Regions from separate parts of the Sus scrofa genome. Here region 1 is linked to region 2. A link is a contact called in public Hi-C data. All regions are on one chromosome and are shown on one strand. Each heading gives the region's core, a stretch centred on a gene start, on an enhancer-like site or on the middle of the called end of the contact. The rest is flanking DNA. Distances are from core to core; before and after follow the strand shown. Region 1 overlaps PCDH7 (protocadherin 7). Region 2 holds the start of PCDH7 (protocadherin 7).

Region 1 (4,014 bases), core at 548-3,047, 360 kb after region 2:
TATAGTCTGAAGTCCGGGAGCCTGATTCCTCCAGCTCCATTTTTCTTTCTCAGGATGGCTTTGGCTATTCTGGGTCTTTTGTGCTTCCAAACAAACAAAGTTCTGTGAAAAATGTCCTTGGTAATTTGATAGGGATTGCATTGAATCTGTAAATTGCCTTGGGGAGACATGTTTTCCTATAGATTAAAAAATGCCTTTACTAGAACGTGCCTAAATATTTTCTGCATCTTTTTTCAGAGAAGCAGCCTGGTATCTAGAAATAGACAAATGTTGATGTAGAAATGACCTTTGCTAATAAGAAAAGCCATAGAATGGCAGGTAAGAAGAGTGACAAACACAGTAGGAGAAATAATTGTTGATGTATAGATTTTAATGAAAGGATCCTGATACCCCTTAACTGAACCCATTTAAAAAAGTTGGAAACCAACATGAAGGGGACTAAAATGAAGATTGAGTCAGAATTTTATCTTGTGACTTTTCTTCATTCATATTTATTATATACAAATGTTTTATTTTGTCTTTACCTTGAAATTTTTCATATTTTTCTTCAGTTTCTTAGAGAATGATGCATTGCTATTAAGACACAACCAATTATCATTTTAACATACAGGAATATTCGATAATTAATTAATGGAAGGACTAGATGATGACATAATAAAAGCACTCTTTTACACATTTTATATGTATTACCTCATTTAATTCTTATAACAGTTGTAAGAAGTAGATGCAATTATGATTCCTACTTATTTCTGTAAGGAAACTGAGGCAGAAATTTTAAGAAAAGGCCAAAGGTCACTTAGTAAACTGATTTGAACCCAGCATCTTTTATCCTGGGCTCCTAAATATTTTGCTATATTGTACTTGAAAAAAGCCAAGGTATCCTTTTGATATATATATATTTTAGGCCCATAGTTGACCTCTGCTCTCTATTCATAATCAGGTTGTTTTTTCCTCCCTTGGGGAGAGTGCCCTGTTATTATTCATGTAGAGGGATCTAATGGAAAAGCCCATTTTCTTCCAGTAATTTTCAGGGTTGCGTATGACTTTAAGAATTCCTGTTAATATTTCTATCAACAGATTGTAAGCAACATGAAAAGCAACATGTTTAGGTACATTCAGACTTATAAAAGAAAAATTTAAAGAAAGTTTAGTGACTTTTTCATGATTTTCTGTATATATCCACCATACATTTTGGGGTTTTTTTCGTATACTTGCATATACCTTCTCTCTCTTTCTAGGCTTCTTGAAGGCAAGAGTTGTCACTTAATGGCATTTATTATTTCAACTATTGCTAGTAAAAAAAATACACGTCAAGGATATCTCTGATAATTCCCCAAATTAGCAATGAATAGAACATCTTACATTGTCATTTGACTTAAAACATGGTTGCTGAATCCTTTAAAATACATAAGTGATAAAGAATGTAAAGAAAGTACATTCACTCCTTTAGAATCTCTGTACTCAAGTCTGTCATTTTTTCAATGTGATCAAGTTATGAAGGAGTCAGCTTTTAAAAATAAGTAACCACAATTCTTTTCACCTACCTCATAGGTTGTAACAGAAATTTCAAGTACCTTAAATGTTTTCAATGATACTATTAAAGTATGATTTTATGCTCCAATACTTATTTTAGTTCCATGATATGTCATGTGTAACACCCAAACTATCTTACACTCTAAGATATTCCATTTTTACTTCCTAATATGGTACATTTGCACTGCATTGCAACTATTTCAGGCATGTTATCTTGTAATTCTGACTCAGTCAGAAAATAGCTTACAGCACCACTTGTTTGCTTTAGATAAGTGAGTTCCTGGTCATTTATCACCTCTCATGCTGAAAATGGCCACACTGCAGTGACATTGTGTTGTTGGCAAAAGTTGGCAAAATTATACCAGTAGGTATAAATGGACAATGTCTTCAAGACATTATTTCTGTAGTTTAAACTGTAATGTTATAGTTTCTAAGGCACATAATATAATGTATTTTAGGAACTGAAAAAGCATGTGTAATAAATATAAGGAAAAAAAATGCATATGCCTCTTAAAGGCCACCCTGCTATTTTAACAATTTAAGGATTTTTGGCTACTTTATCAAAACATAAAATGCCAAGAAAAAATTTTCTCATTTTTTTCCTTTTCTTGGCATTACTTATGTGTGAAGTTGAGTAAGATTGTAAATTAATCTCTGTACTGATAGGTGCTGTATTAAATGCTATCTATAAAATATCAAAAATGGATTGGGTCATGATTGTGTTTTTACAGTTTTTCAACTCCCAGTATAGAAACATTAAGGTTAAATTTAGAATAGTGACATATTTAGATATGTTTTCCAACTTGAGGAACTCTTTAAAGCAATTTACAAAAGCTTCCTATAAAATTTTTCATTTTCCCCCATAATTCCACTTAATGATGCTCTCTGAATAGCAATTTTAGCTAATGGAGAAGTAACATTATATTCAGAGAGCCATCAACTAACTATCAGAGTCTTAGAATAAGGAAAGATCCTTAAAAAATAGGCCGTGTTAATGAGCTCAGCTTTTTAGCTTTCATACATTTCTATTGAGTAAAGTGAGCTAATTTTCTTTTGCAGGCCCCAGATAGCTTAGTAAGATTTTAGAGCTGCTTGTCAAATATAATTTGACCTAATAATTACCACTAAAGATGTGATTAAGAAACACCTGACTCAGATGTCGCGTACATATGCAAACCCCGAATCATCACCCCTTCCCCTCCTTTTATTTCAATGGCTACAAGCCAAGGCAGCAGGCTGAGAAGTGGCCTTCAGGAGTAACCTGCCAGTTTATAGTTTATTCAGGTCATTGCACTTATGCCAAATGTGCCTAACAAGAAGAGAGTCCTTGATGTGTTCAGGCATTAAATATATGCATTGTTCTGAAAGACTGTCTGGTGGGGGGAAAGGGATTCCTGTAATCTCTCTTTAATATAAACTAACAAATACTAAAGCTGTAATTCAAACAGTAAGAATACTTGTAGTTCTACTAAAATGGACATATACTACTGTAAGGATGCCAAAAAAGATTTTTTTTCCTCTAGAACTGGACACCTACTTTGTATATGTGAAGGTTGTATTTTTACTCTTTGAGGTTGACAAATTGATGTGGTTCGTACTATTTTTATATTCATTCTTTACTATTTTCTGTTCCGGATTCACTAATTAATACTTCAATAAAATTTAACCCCCATCTCCTTTCAAAATATCTGTGGAAAGTGTTATCTAGACCCATTAATTTGGCTTCCCTAAAACATTCTTTATTTATCAGAATGTTCAAGAATATAAAACTTGTTCAGTTAAAAAATCTTTATGAAATACACTTGACAGGTAGCATTATTAGTGATGCTTAATAGAATGAATATTTTCAGTGATATTCTGATTAGTAATCTTCAACTTTCATTTCTAGTTTAGTTCATTTTTGTAAACTCCCACAGAAAAAATTTCTAGACAGGATGTTGTTACAGCCTCTCACCCATGTCTGAAGGCAACTTCCTGAGCTTGCTGCCATTTTGTTGATTTCTTAGCTGAGAAAAAAGATTTTAAAATCTGCTTATATATATATGCTTATGGATTTCAATTATTTGTGGACTGCTCTAGAAAAAAATAAAATAAGTAAGGAAAGTATTTTAAACTTGAATTCCTCTTTATAAGATTAAGGATATGAAAATGGATAATCATAAACAAATCATTTTTGTTATCCTGTTGAACATCTGGATTCATGATGATGTTTTTCAAATTTTTATTAATTGGTAATTCATTTATGTTCTGTATTTGAATGCACTATAGTGTGAAACATTACTAAAATGAAAGATAAAAGACACATGAGTTGGATAGAAAAGATGACTTTATATCCTAGGTTAACACCCTTTTTATTTTTTTCCTCACAGTTATTGTAAGGAAGGTTTACTCAACCAAAATATAATATATAATTATGTGTAATATATAATTCTATTCCATTTACAAATTTGTGAATAAAGTTTCCACTCAGCTCGGGAAGAA
Region 2 (4,207 bases), core at 704-3,203:
CCGGGGGGCAGCGGCTGCACTCGCTGGGGAAGAATAGGGCAATCTTTAGCTTAAGGGGGGGCTTGTTGGGATTGTGCACACTTGGAGTGGCCCCCGGAGCTGAAGCAGAAGCTGGGCTTTCCGAAGCCGGGCGGCTAGCTCGCTCCCGTCTCCCGCCCCCGCCACGGCACTCCTCCCTCCTTCTCTGCGAGTGTGTAGTTTCCGAGGCTCCGCTGCTACCGCCGCCGCCGCCGCCGCTACAGCAGCGTCAGGGACTAGCTTGAGCCGAGAGCGAGGCAGTGAGCTCCCAGCAGCAACCATCACTTTGGGCAAACTTGCGGGTTTCCGGCTGGCGGCTCGCGAGCGGGAGGTTCCCGCTTGCCATTCAGCGCCTTTGAGTCGCGGCAGTCAAAGAGACGGCTGGAGCGCCCGCACCAGACTCTCCCAGACACGAAAGGGGACGAGACAACTGCGGAATTCACCAGCCGTGCCAGGGCACTTCCGAGGCAACAACCGACTGGCACTTTTTCTCCCCTTGGCAAACTGGATTTTTTTTTTTTTTAAGCTACTTGGCAGCTGTCTCTGACTCCCCCCCCCCGCCCCCATGCCTTTTGCTTTTCTTCGGAAATCCGGACAGAATTGGGCATCTTTGTTAATTGCCGTTGGGGGAGCCCGGCCGGGGGCTTCCACCAGGCGAAAGTCGCCTGCGCACCGAGCCTGGTTTGCTCACCTTTGAACTGCAAAGGGATCAAGTTCAGCTCGAGTTGCTAGCGTTGGGACTGGGAGGACGAAGAGAGAGCGTGCAGGAGAGAGGAGTGGGAGAAGGGGAAAGGGGAAAGGAGAGGAGGGAGGAGAGAGGAGGAGGAGAGAGGAGAGGGAGGGAGGGGAGGGATCGAGAGAGAGCGCGGAGAGAGAGAGGCTGCAATCTCCTCCCTGAATCGCGCACAGCGCTGCAGATCCCAGTGCTCTGACATGCGGGCCGAATGCAGGTGAGGAAAGGCACGGACTCTGCGGCTGCGAACCCAAACTTGGGCACCGCACGGTGCGCACGGCTCAGCCTTCAACCCCGCGGGCGAAAGGCTGCTGCGGTTTCAGGCGGCGGCTTCGTGACTAATGACCTTGCGCAGAGTAGTTAAGAAAAAAAAAGAAACCCGAGCTCTCGTGGGTGAAAAGGGACTGACTCTCTGGGCGTCTCTGAAGATGGCTTGGACTGCTCTTTCGCGCGCGGGGGGAACCCGGACGCGGACCGCTGTGTGACGCGAGTGGTCTCCACTGCACCGTGCCCGAAGCGACCTGCCGGGATTTTTCATTCTCGATCTGTTGACTGGCTCTCCCGCTGCCTGAGCGGAGTCGGAGTTGAGACTGGCTTGTTGCTGGCCCTAGCACCTCGTGCAGGAAGCGACTCACGTTTGCCTGGGCAGCCGGAGCAGAAGCTTGGTCTGGAGTGAGTGGCTGGAACGTGAATTGGAGTCAACTCGAGTAGCAGCAGCAAAGACGAGCGGGGTTGGCAGGCGGGGGAGGCTGCAGACTCGCTCCCCGCCGCTTCCCGGCTCCACTGCCCGCGTGCCGGAGCGGTTCCGGCCCCATCCGACACAGCAGGGACGGGAGTCCGGGATCCTCTGCCCGTTGCGGGGATGACTCTGGGGGGGCGCCGAGCTCGCGGCGCGCAGTGTCCCGTGAACTGTGAGTACTGCAACTGAACGGCGGCTGGCGAGCGGGCGATTAGCACCCATTGCATGAATTATGAAACAATAACTTTCGGAAGAAGCAGGAGGGAAAAAAAGAAGAATCTAACGCTGGTCTCCCCTGGCCGACTTTGGACGCTGCTCTTGCCCCCTCCCACCTCTCCCTCTCGCTTCTTCCCTTCTCGGAGAGGGGAGAGGACTGGGAGGAGGGCAGGCGACTGGCCTCGGAGAAGGGGGGCGCCGAGGGGGCCGTGATTAGAAGGAGCAGTAGCAGCAGCAGCAGGAGAAGATGCTGAGGATGCGGACCATGGGATGGGCGCGCGCCTGGTGCCTGGGCTGCTGTCTCCTTTTGCCGCTCTCGCTCAGCCTGGCGGCCGCCAAGCAACTCCTCCGGTACCGACTGGCCGAGGAGGGCCCAGCAGACGTCCGCATCGGCAACGTCGCCTCAGACTTGGGCATCGTGACCGGCTCCGGTGAGGTGACTTTCAGCCTCGAGTCGGGCTCGGAGTACCTGAAGATCGACAACCTCACCGGCGAGCTTAGTACAAGCGAGCGACGCATTGACCGCGAGAAGCTGCCCCAGTGTCAGATGATCTTCGACGAAAACGAGTGCTTTCTGGACTTCGAGGTGTCGGTGATCGGGCCCTCGCAGAGCTGGGTGGACCTTTCGAAGGTCGGGTCATCGTGCTCGACATCAACGACAACACGCCCACCTTCCCGTCTCCCGTGCTCACGCTCACGGTGGAGGAGAACCGGCCGGTGGGCACTCTCTACCTGCTGCCCACCGCCACCGACCGTGACTTCGGCCGAAACGGCATCGAGCGCTACGAGCTGCTCCAGGAGCCCGGGGGCGGCGGTGGCGGCGGCGGCGAAGGCCGGCGCGCCGGGCCTGCCGACAGCGCCCCCTACCCCGGGGGCGGCGGGAACGGCGCGAGCGGTGGCGGCCCTGGAGGCTCCAAGAGGCGGCTGGACGCGCCAGAAGGCGGCGGCGGGACCAACCCGGGCGGCCGCAGCAGTGTGTTCGAACTGCAGGTGGCCGACACCCCGGATGGCGAAAAGCAGCCGCAGCTAATTGTGAAGGGGGCGCTGGACCGCGAACAGCGCGACTCCTATGAGTTGACCCTGCGGGTGCGCGACGGCGGCGACCCGCCTCGATCCTCTCAGGCCATCCTGCGGGTGCTTATCACCGACGTGAACGACAACAGCCCCCGCTTTGAGAAGAGCGTGTATGAGGCTGACCTGGCAGAGAACAGCGCCCCGGGGACCCCCATCCTGCAGCTGCGTGCCGCCGACTTGGACGTGGGGGTCAACGGGCAGATAGAGTACGTTTTCGGGGCGGCTACCGAGTCTGTGCGGCGGTTACTGCGCCTCGACGAGACGTCCGGCTGGCTCAGTGTCCTGCACCGTATCGACCGCGAGGAGGTGAACCAGCTGCGCTTCACCGTCATGGCCCGCGATCGTGGGCAGCCCCCCAAGACCGACAAGGCCACGGTGGTCCTTAATATCAAGGACGAGAACGACAATGTGCCGTCCATTGAAATCCGCAAGATCGGTCGTATCCCACTCAAGGACGGGGTGGCCAATGTGGCAGAGGACGTTCTAGTCGACACTCCCATTGCCCTGGTGCAGGTGTCCGACCGAGACCAAGGCGAGAACGGAGTGGTCACCTGCACTGTAGTGGGCGACGTGCCCTTCCAGCTCAAGCCAGCCAGTGACACAGAGGGCGACCAGAACAAGAAAAAGTACTTCCTGCACACCTCGGCCCCTTTGGACTATGAGACCACCCGGGAGTACAACGTAGTCATAGTGGCGGTGGACTCAGGCAGCCCCAGCCTCTCCAGCAACAACTCCCTGATTGTCAAGGTGGGGGACACCAATGACAACCCGCCCGTCTTTGGGCAGTCGGTAGTGGAGGTTTACTTTCCTGAGAACAACATCCCTGGAGAGAGGGTAGCCACCGTGCTGGCGACAGACGCAGACAGCGGGAAAAACGCTGAAATCGCCTACTCGCTGGACTCTTCTGTGATGGGGATCTTCGCCATCGATCCCGATTCAGGGGACATCCTCGTCAATACCGTGCTGGACCGCGAGCAGACTGACAGGTATGAGTTTAAAGTTAACGCCAAAGACAAAGGCATCCCAGTGCTACAGGGCAGCACCACAGTGATTGTGCAGGTGGCTGACAAGAATGACAACGATCCTAAGTTTATGCAGGACATCTTTACCTTTTACGTGAAAGAAAACTTGCAGCCCAACAGCCCCGTGGGAATGGTCACGGTGATGGATGCTGACAAGGGGCGCAATGCAGAGATGAGCCTGTACATAGAGGAGAACAGTAACATTTTTTCCATTGAAAATGACACGGGGACCATTTACTCCACAATGTCTTTTGACCGGGAACATCAGACCACTTACACATTCAGAGTCAAGGCTGTGGATGGAGGAGATCCTCCCAGATCTGCCACAGCCACAGTCTCTCTCTTTGTGATGGATGAGAATGACAATGCTCCCACAGTTACCCTTCCCAGAAACATTTCCTACAC

Evidence for each region. Hi-C and Micro-C count contacts between places; a contact is called where the count stands out from the background.
Region 1: a Hi-C map of fetal heart ventricle shows a contact between it and region 2, with 4 times the contacts expected there. The contact joins the enhancer-like site here to the promoter of PCDH7 in region 2. A contact is called at or near these places in 4 of 47 Hi-C or Micro-C datasets (embryonic fibroblasts, fetal heart ventricle, fibroblasts and 1 more) and 1 of 2 datasets of contacts at active chromatin or transcription factors (skeletal muscle).

Annotation. Positions count from the first base shown.
Region 1 is chr8:23,817,309-23,821,322 of Sscrofa11.1, forward strand. The region is part of intron 4 of PCDH7 (protocadherin 7); the gene reads left to right. Among named protein-coding and RNA genes, the nearest start is that of PCDH7, 360 kb to the left of the region's middle. Within about 2 kb of position 1,798, at least 10 of the 83 cell types and tissues checked have an H3K27ac peak or open chromatin away from gene starts, as enhancers often do.
Region 2 is chr8:23,457,522-23,461,728 of Sscrofa11.1, forward strand. PCDH7 (protocadherin 7) reads left to right here and starts at 1,954. Exons shown (of 5, transcript NM_001244484.1): 1 at 1,954-2,330; 2 at 2,333-4,207. The coding sequence starts at 1,954.